Regions from separate parts of the Pan troglodytes genome. Here region 1 is linked to region 2. A link is a contact called in public Hi-C data. All regions are on one chromosome and are shown on one strand. The core of a region is the stretch at or near the end of the contact, and the rest is flanking DNA. Distances in the headings are between cores, read along the strand shown. Region 1 overlaps USP24 (ubiquitin specific peptidase 24). Region 2 has its middle 64 kb from the start of USP24.

Evidence for each region. Hi-C and Micro-C count contacts between places; a contact is called where the count stands out from the background.
Region 1: a contact with region 2 is called in a Hi-C map of a lymphoblastoid cell line, with 3 times the contacts expected there. The contact joins two enhancer-like sites. A contact is called at or near these places in 5 of 7 Hi-C or Micro-C datasets (blood, induced pluripotent stem cells, a lymphoblastoid cell line and 1 more) and 1 of 1 other capture datasets (stem cell-derived neural stem cells).

What each region holds. Positions count from the first base shown.
Region 1 is chr1:175,823,057-175,828,155 of NHGRI_mPanTro3-v2.0_pri, forward strand. USP24 (ubiquitin specific peptidase 24) reads left to right here. Exons shown (of 68, transcript XM_016919208.4): 17 at 4,858-4,965. Among named protein-coding and RNA genes, the nearest start is that of USP24, 64 kb to the left of the region's middle. Within about 2 kb of position 2,010, at least 1 of the 24 cell types and tissues checked has an H3K27ac peak or open chromatin away from gene starts, as enhancers often do. A contact at or near this core is called in a lymphoblastoid cell line, where this site is marked.
Region 2 is chr1:175,694,604-175,699,365 of NHGRI_mPanTro3-v2.0_pri, forward strand. No RefSeq gene overlaps it. Among named protein-coding and RNA genes, the nearest start is that of USP24, 64 kb to the right of the region's middle. Within about 2 kb of position 2,843, at least 4 of the 24 cell types and tissues checked have an H3K27ac peak or open chromatin away from gene starts, as enhancers often do. A contact at or near this core is called in a lymphoblastoid cell line, where this site is marked.

The DNA of each region.
Region 1 (5,099 bases), core at 760-3,259, 130 kb after region 2:
ATGTTCCTAAAGTAATTCTATAGGCAGTCATTCAGTGAGTATCTGTTGCTGGGGCTTCGTTTTAGAAGGTAGGGTTGGATACGGACTTGTATAAGAGGGACTGGGACTGTAGGTTACTGTGAACTTCTGGACTGTCCTTGGAGGTGGTGGTTAGCAGATTGAGCGGTAATGATTGCAGCTCTCCTGCTGTTCCAGTCCTTAAGCCTCAAGCCTCTCCTCTGAGAGGGCTGATCACAGCAGCCAGCTCAGTGGACTGTGCTTCTGTTGTTGCAGCAGCCCTAATTGGAGCAGCGTTGTCCTCTCACCTAGACCCTCAGGGTGCCCAGACCAAACTTAAAGCCTAGCACTGGAAAGGCTTCCACTTTCTGATTTTCATTTTATTATTAACATAAGAAAAGTTTTGGTAGAATAACTAGTGGCTTAATAATTTCATTAGTAAAACATATTCCTTGGCTTTTGTTAAGTATTTCTTTAAAGGATCTTGGATACTGCCAACTAATTTTCATTGGTATATTAAGAGACTCTTAGCTCAGTGGGCTTTTATTTCTTATGTTGTGTTTGATCACAAAGTTTAGTTGGGGGCATTGAAGAACTTTGTGTTTTATATTTCTGACACTGAAATGTGACCAGGTGAATTTTCTACATGTAACCCAGCTTTAGAAATTTTAAAAGGTATTTGCAAACTGGAGCTGGTAATTCTCAGGTTATGAGGAATTTTTCTTTTAACTCAACAACATTGCTTTCTTTTCACTCAGATACAATTTGAATTTTTCCAGTTTCCTTAGCTCAGTGATTCAAATAACTTAGCAACCTCTCCTTATGATTAAAATTCATCCAGAGTTACTGAAGATGTTTAGAACCTTCAATAGTAAGAGGAAAAGGGTATCCATAGAAAAATGGTCTTGTCTTCTCAGCAACAGACACGTTTCCTTTACATATAAAAGGTCAAAGCTAAATGGATTTTTCCCTCCCTCCAGGGAAGTGGCGTTTGAAACCAGAATATCCCTCCTGACCATTATTCCTTCCTTGTTACAGCTAAGCATTACTTAGCTTTTCTAGTCAGTTGCATCATTGCATCTTTATTGCTTCTCTTTGCAGTCATTTCATTTATGTCTGTTGTTTTATAACAAAACTCAAAAAGTAAAAGGAGAATTTTTGGAGTTATTTTGTGAGACTCGAAAGGAATATTCTTTCTTTTTTATTTCCCCACTGCTCCCAGTAAAGAAATACTGGTGTACCATTATTTCATTCTAAACAATAATATCTTGCCTTTTATATAGCACTTTTCAGTTTACTAAGTGCTTTCATGGACTTTTACAAAGTACACATTGCTGAAGGGGGGCAGTGGGAAGATCAAAGCCCCCTGGATATGGCTCCAGGCAGGGGGGTGAATTATTTACTTCCACTAAAGGTGTTTTTCTATGCTATGCCCTTTCCTGCCAGGCAGCAAGGTGGGCTGACTGGGGATTATGTCTCCCTGCCAGGCTACACAGAAACTAAGCAAAGGGTAAGACAAGATCACCCACTTCTTACTCCCCTCCCACCCTCAGCTACCTCTATTCCCCCAACTGATTCCCCTTCCCTCTGCTTTTGATACTCTTAAAATTCCCAAGTTCCACTGTTGTGTTCAGAAATTCTGACCTTGATTTCCTAACTTTATTTCTGTAGATTCTGCAGGGTACCCTCGGCTCCCTTGGTCCTCTTTCCTTTGCTGCTTCTATACCTTCCACTGTCTACCCCAATCCTTCCCTCTTATGTCACTTCTTTTTTTCTTCAATTAAAAAGTTTAAATGTACTCATCCAAAAAAAAATTACTAAACCAAAAAAAACCCTCATTTTTCCTCAGTTAGTTGTACTGCATATTCCTTAAGTTGTTTATCTTCAGGCCACCTACCATAGTGCCTGACAGGCTTTTAGCAAATGTTGGTTTCCTTCCTCTTACTTCCTCCCCTTCACCCTATGAGGACACCAAAAGCCTTACATAGCCATAGCTGAGTTGCCTCTACTTACCGAAACACGTAACAGAAAGTAAAAGTAGCAAGATGTCCTCAGTACAGATACGTTCACATGATGTGGTTAGTACAGGAGGAAATAACTTTTAGAAATTGTCCTCCCAAGCAAAAATTTTTGCTGTGGTCCTAGATAGAAGGATAGGTCTGGAAAAACAAGACAGATGAGGAAGTGGGGATGTTCAACTTTGAGAAGAGAGAACTCAAGAAAATGTGAAAGCTTTTTTTAAATACTTAGAGCATTGTTATAGAGAAGTTTCATTCAACTTACTTTTTATGTCTCCTAAGAAGTTATGCAGAAGCATGTTTCAGTATCAATGAACTTTTATGTGAGAACAGTCTGAAAACAGAATACAGTCCCTTCTGAGGTAGTGAGTTCCTCATCAGTGGAAATACTAAGTCAGTCATTGTATAAAAAATGAATAAAGAGAATTTAGGCATAGGTTTGCAGGCTAAACCAACTGACCTCTAAGGCTTCATCTAATGTTGAGTCCAATTTAGACATCCCATCAGCTCCTACTTATGAAATCTCCACTCTGTGACATTATCAGATATCTTCAATGTAATTGGAGAAGAGTAATTTAAATTTTTCTTATAACTTGTCACCATGTCATAGATAAGATGAAATAAACAACATCTTTCCTGTTTGCTAAACTTTAAGAAGGCTATATCAGAAATAATTCTTAAATTTTAGTTTTATAGACTTTTTCTTTGAATTTTATTGTATAACAAGTTACCTTCAAAGGATAATTTTCAATATTAAATAAAAATATTGTTCCCATAATTGACTTAACTGGCCATCATGATACTTTTTAATATATTTGCTTCTTGCTGAAGAGTTCATATTTATGTCCCAATTTTGTAATCCTTTTGGGAAGGTATCTGTTTGGATATAAACCTTACAGTTTTTATTACTGTCATTTTGCAACTTTTATAGTGTAGCCAGAAGTAGTCTAGCTAGTCTCACAAGTAGTTGACCTTTAATATATACCTTATTTCTGTGATTCTAAGATGCCAGTGATTGCACCCTGCAGCTCAGATTTAATAAACTTGCAAAGAAGAAAAAAAGAAACTGTCCGTTTTGCAGTTATGGACCATTGGTTTAGATTCTTAATGAAAGGTTGAGCCTAAGCCTTTTTTTGAACAATTATGAACAACTTCATGGGAGCACACTGCTTTGCATTGTATATAGTAATGCTTTGGACCTCTCTGAAATCTTTATGATTAGCTGTATAATTTTGAGGCATGTTGATGAATATGGAGTTTTGTGTGCTTGTTCTCTTTTGTAAAACTCAACTTGCTTTTTTTCATAATTGAGTTATATACACTACAAGTTAAACACCTTCTCTTGAAATAAGGTGCAGCTTAGGACAGAGAGACATTTAGTGCTGAGTGGTACAGCCCTTCACAGGGTATGAGTCTGTCATGCCAACTTCTGGCTTTGGAAAATGCTTTAGTGTGAGACCACTGACTGTTTTATTTTAATTGTGTTGATGGACACAACTGGTTAGTTAGTGTTGCATTATAGTGTAATCTTTTTGATAACATTTAAGTAACAAATTAGTGATCCAAATTTAAGTGAGAAAGCCATTCTTGTTTGGTACTACCTATACCAGGTAACAACTAAAATGATAGGTAGAAGAACAAATATCTTTTGTGTACAGCTAAGTTTGCACATATTCAGGTAAGCACAGCTATATAAAAACTTACTCCTGTGCCTAGTGGCTGGTGAGTTTCTTGTGACATAATTGTCTAAAGTGTCACTTTCAGATATGTTAAAATATATGAAATCTTTTTAAAATATATGAATCTAGGAAATACAGTATTTGCTGATTGAGGATTGGCTGATCCCTATGAGGCAAGGAAAAAAGTATTGTGTGACAATAACTTGCTCACATTTACATATTCAATAGTGAGATGTTTCTCTACAAAGACAACAAAAGTGTATTTCCCCTTCACAAGGGTCTTCATCTTACACTAAGGCTCAATAGAACAAGGAGGCTTTAAAACAAAAAATTCAGCCTCTGAGGAATGCTGAGGAGAGTTAAGTTTTTACTCAGCTTTTTGGTTAGAGATTTAATAGTCATGTTTAAACTGAAATTCTTACCAAATTTTGAAATTTCATAGTTTGAAAGATGCTATTTATTAAAAAGTAGTTCTCTTTATAAAGAGTATTACACAAACAGTAGACTTTTTAGATCTGTACTATGACGATCTGGATTGTCATATACCAGTTTCAGAAATAATATATTTGAAAGTGTTTTGAAAAATGTACAGTGTAAGTGTAAAATGTCTGTAATAATTAATAAAAATAGAATTACCTCTTATGAAAGTGTTTTAACTAGGAAATACAGATTATGAATATTTTCTTTAATATTTAGACCACTACCAGTGTCTTGATCATATCATTGGTATCCTAGTCATATAATCATAGAAAGCAATATTCTTACTCCATTTTACTTACCATGCAGTTCAGTATTATCCAAGTTAAGCTTTGGCCATCAATTTATTTTGTGTCAACATGACTTAGCAGCCTGTGCTACTTAATCTATCCTCTGAAGTTGCTAATTCCTTGTTGTCTGTTTTTTGCTGATGTACCCCTGTACATTTACTGTCACTTCATATCCACTCCTGTTTGCAGTTCTTGGCTTTAGGAAATTGCATGCAGAATAAGAAGTTGAAGACTGAATTATGAGTGCATGGAGATAAGCTCTAAATGGTCAATATAAAGAGTAAAATAATAAAATGTGTAACAATAAACCTGATTGACTTGAAATTTTTTATAGCTAATAAATGAATCTGCTGTTTATTTCTAAATTTAATTAATGTAACTTCTTTTTAACTCTAGTCATCTCAGCTTAATAATCCCCAGTTTGTATGGGTGGTACCAGCTTTGCGTCAGCTCCATGAAATTACTCGCTCATTCATAAAACAAACCTATCAAAAGCAAGACAAGGTAAGGGTATAGCTATTTTTTATTATTATAGTTACTTGCATAACTTTTACAATAACAAAACATGGCTAAAATTGCTGAGTTTATAGTCACTATCTTTATGTTTATTGATGTAATTCACTTATATCATCTAATAA
Region 2 (4,762 bases), core at 1,593-4,092:
AGAGTTAGGGTCTTGCTCTGGATTAAGCTTTCGCTTAAGGGAATATTGTGGCTGGTTTGATCTTCTATTGAAACCACTAAAACTTTTTCCATATCAGCAATAAGTTTTTTTTTTGTTTTTTTTTTTTTTTTGCTTTCTTATCACTCATGTATTCACTGGCACAGAACTTTTAATTTCCTTCAATAAATTTTCCTTTGCATTCATAATGTGGCTAACTGGCACAAGAGGCCTAGCTTTCAGCCTGTGTTGGCTTTCGTGATGCCTTCCTCACTAAGTTTTATCATTTCTAGCTTTAGATTTAAAGTTAGAGATGCACAACTCTTTCTTTCACTTGAACACTAAGAGGCCATTGTAGGGTTATCAACTGGCGTAATTTTAATATCATTGAGTCTCAGGGAATAGGGAGGCCCAAGGAGAGAGAGAGATGGGGAAACAGCCAGTGGAGCAGTGAGAATACACACAATATTTATCTATTAAGTTTATTGTCTTATGTGGGCACCGTTCATGACACCCCAAAACAATTACAACAGTAACATCAAAGATCACTGATCACAGATCATCATAATAACAGATATAATGATAATAAAGAAGTTTAAAATTTTGCAAGAATTACCAAAATGTGGCACAGACACACAAAGTGAGCACTTGCTGTTGGGAAAATGGTGCCAATAGACTTGCTAGATGCAGGGTTGCCACAAACCTTCAGTATGTAAAAAATGCAACATTGACAAAGTGCAATAGAACAAAGTACAGCTTTACTAGAAAAGTTATCCAATTATGAATTGTTAATTGAACTCAGCCATCAGAAGTTGCTGATAAATAGGCCAGGCACAGTGGCTCATGCCTGTAATCCCAGCACTTCGGGAGGCAGAGGCAGGTGGATCACCTGAGGTCAGGAGTTCGAGACCAACATGACAAAACCCTATCTCTACTAAAAATGCAAAAAAAAAAAAAAAATAGCAGGGCACTGTGGCACACCTGTAATCCCAGCTATTCAGGAAGCTGAGGCAGGAGAATTGCTTGAACTGGAGAGGAGGAGGTTGCAGTGAGCTGAGATCACGCCACTGCACACCAGCCTGTGCAAAAGAGCAAAACTGCCTCAAAAAAAAAAAAGTTGCCAGTAAATGGCAAAGTAGTTGCAGAAATTGATCAGAAAGAGATCACATGTTGGAGATGATGAAAAAAAAAGGGTACTTGGTGGCTTGTTCCTATTTCCAAAGTTCCAGAAGGAACTGTTGAAGCAAATAAATTAAGAACCATCCCCTCAGATTATGTATACATTCACCTCTCATCAGAATCTGAGCTTTATGAGAGAAGAGATAATTTTGTTCCCTTCTGTATCCTCAGAACCTAGAACACTGCTTGGCACAGAGTAGGTGCTCAAGAAAAAACACTGTTGAATGGATTCATATTAACCCATATGATGGCAGCACAGAGGCGGCAGGAGAGATCATGGAGAACCCAAAATCACTGTTAAAAGTTGTACAAGGCCGGGCGCAGTGGCTCATGCCTATAATCCCAGCACTTTGGGAGGCCGAGGCGGGGTGGATCACCTGAGGTCAGGAGTTACAGACAAGCCGACCAACATGGTGAAACCCCATCTCTACTAAATACAAAAAAATTAGCCAGCATGGTGGCACGTGCTTGTAATCCCAGCTACTTGGGAGGCTGAGGCAGGAGAATTGCTTGAACCCGGGAGGCAGAGGTTGCAGTGAGCCGAGATTGCGCCATTTGCACCCCAGCCTGGGCAACAAGAGCGAAAATCTGTCTCAAAAGAAAAAAAAAATTGTACAAATATGACACAAAAACTGTTTCAGGTAAATTTAAATGTTCAAAATTATATCCAATTTTAGAAACACATTTATCCTTTTTCTTATATCTTTCCCCCAAAATAATTATTATATAGTCCTAGTTGGGCATGGTGACTCACGCCTGTAATCCTAGCACTTTGGGAGTCCAAGGTGGGAGGATCACTTGAGGCCAGGAGTTCAAGGCCAGGAGCTCAAGGCTGCAGTGCTGCTGCACTCCAGTTGGGCAACAAAGCAAGACCTTGTCTCAAACAAATACACGTACGTACATATATATATATGAAATATACTGATAATTAATATACAATGCCCTTCCTCTTCCATCATCTCTAATAATAATAATATGACATAGAGAATACTAGTAATTAATGCACAATACATCACATAAATTGATGAAAACAGCTAACAGGTTGTTACCATTTTTTCTGCGAATGGGCCAGTGAAATCTGTTGAACAAAAGGAAACAGAAGAGCATGTGTGTGGTAGAACACAGAGGCCAGGAAGGGGCTCGAAGAAAGGAACTGAGAGAAGATGGGGCAAGAGGAGGCTGACACCAGAGGAGGAAATTTCCAAGGGGGGGCGGGTTAGAAGACGTTCAGGAGGGGTATCTGCGAGCAGGGGAGGAAACATTCTGAGCAGCTCAGCTGCAGAACCTTTGCTCCCTCATCCCTGGGACTCCCAGCCACTCTGCTATGCGGCTCTCTCCCAGGGACTACTTGATGGTCTTTTTGACTTTTTCCTGAATGCTCCACCTTATTTTTAATCATGGTTATTCTACAAAGCAATTACTCCACCCCATCCCCTTACTATAGGAAGCTAATTCTAAAAAAATTAATCAACTTTTAAAATAAGAATGCTCAGGATGAAGTCTTCACTAAAGTCTGTTTAAAAAAGGAGATGGCTATCTTCAGGGAGTGATTAATCGCAGCCTTTGCTATGCTTGACTAAATCACCCCTTGAAGCACTATTGATTCCTAACATTGGTGACAGGGGAGAACGCATCAGCCACCGTCACAGTTGTGCGCATGTCCACAAGAGGGCAGTGGTGCATGCAGTCAGAACCCAAGTTCTCACCCTGGCCTCAGCCGCTGGGATCAGAATTAGGGACTGCGATATAAGATCCAGAGTCAGAGAGCGAAGATCATCTCACACACACATGCTCACACACACAGGCGCACACGCACGCACACACACACAACACGTGGAGCACGGAGGCCCCGGGAGAAGGACTCGCCTATGATCTCACAGAGACAAATTGCAGAGCTAGGCCTCCCTCCCTTCATCAGTTGTTCCCTGGGGAGTTTCTGTTAACAGACATGCTGGGGCCCACCCAGACCCAGTGAGTCAGAATCTCCAGGTGGGGCCCAGGCCTCAGTTTTTTAAAGCACCCCAGGGTTAAGAAGTCCTGCTATCTCCATGGTTGCCTCTCAACAAAAGGGAGAGAAAAGAGAGAAATATGAGTCTTCTATATCTTAGCAAGTGTCAACACACTAAATGGGGCAGGAGATGGGGAGGCAATAAATTACGCAATATTAAGAGAAAATGAATACAAAACAGAGTATAAGTCAAGGCCGCAGCAAACAGTCAAGGTCCTACTCAAATGGGGTACCTTGGGGAGAGTTAACAAAGGAATTGCAAATGTATAGTCAGGATGTAGAGAAACCTTAAATCAGTATCTGTGGGGGCAGTGACCCCCAGGCCAAAGGGAGTGGTTATGGGAATCTAGGGACAAGGTGGGCTGGGTGGCTTCCCACCACCTGGCAGGAGCTGTGATCTTCAGTAGAGGGAAGCAGCCAGGGGAATTAATACGCAAACCCACTCTTCCCCACTCTCTGAGTCCCTGCCAGTGCTCTCTGGGCCAAACTCAACCAGAAGCCAAAAGGCAAGGCAGCCATTGAGAGTCCCTAGAGATCTGCTCCTGTGGCACAGAACTGGCTGACCAAGGACAGAGAGTGCTTCGTTGACACACGCAATCACTGTTCAAGCGTTTGTCCATTCAACAAAAGTTGAATGAGCATTGCTAGATACAGACAGTATTGCGTGTAAAACGACTTTCACTTCCATTCCTCTGTGGATGAGGAATAGACATTTTTTTGCTGGTTTGAATGCAATATAGGCAAAGTCTCTTCTGGGAAAACAATAATAGGGCTTTAGTTAGAAGAAGAGTAATGCCTAAATATTCTTACTTCTTGGATTTGTTTTAATATAGCAATGAGCAACTTTCTTTAGAATTGGAAAATAGGAAAAAGTTTTCATTAAGTTACAATACAATAGGGTTGGTAACTTCCTGGTTGGAACTACAGAATCTCCTTTCTGAGGCTTAGAAAAAAGATATATGTTCCTTAGATTTATTATACATTTTCTGCCTGTTCAAAGAAGTTTCATATATTTCATATACATTATCTTGCCCCTAACCTCCCTCCATCAGGGCATTTATCTGATCCTGGAGGTGGAGTCAGGGGTTTACAGTTGAGAACTCAGCAAAATTGAGTCTCAGTTCTCCATGACCTCACTGGATAACCTTGGCCCAGTCACTTCCCCCATCATAACATGAGAGAGCTGGATGAGACGTGTAGGTTTCAAACATTTCTCAGCAGGAGGACTTAAAAAAAAACTTACATGGCAACCAACAATATAACAGATTTAGTAATTCTGCACTTGTTGAAATAGACTCCCTCTTACCCTGTGGCTAAAAACTCCTGTGGAAATTCTAGAGAATTTTTCAAATTCCTTCCAGGACTGTGTTCTATGAAATATTGGTTCCATGACATAGTAATATTAGCATTTGCGGGGGAAGTAGGGGTATCAGCAAAGTTCAACAGATTCTCTTTGCTGTGGGAATTTCGGGGACTTTAATATGGTAAAGTGTTTTGTCAATCTCTAGTCTGGTGATTTACTATATAGTTGGAGAAACAATGATCCAGACAAATTTCTTTTGATTTTTTTTTTTACCA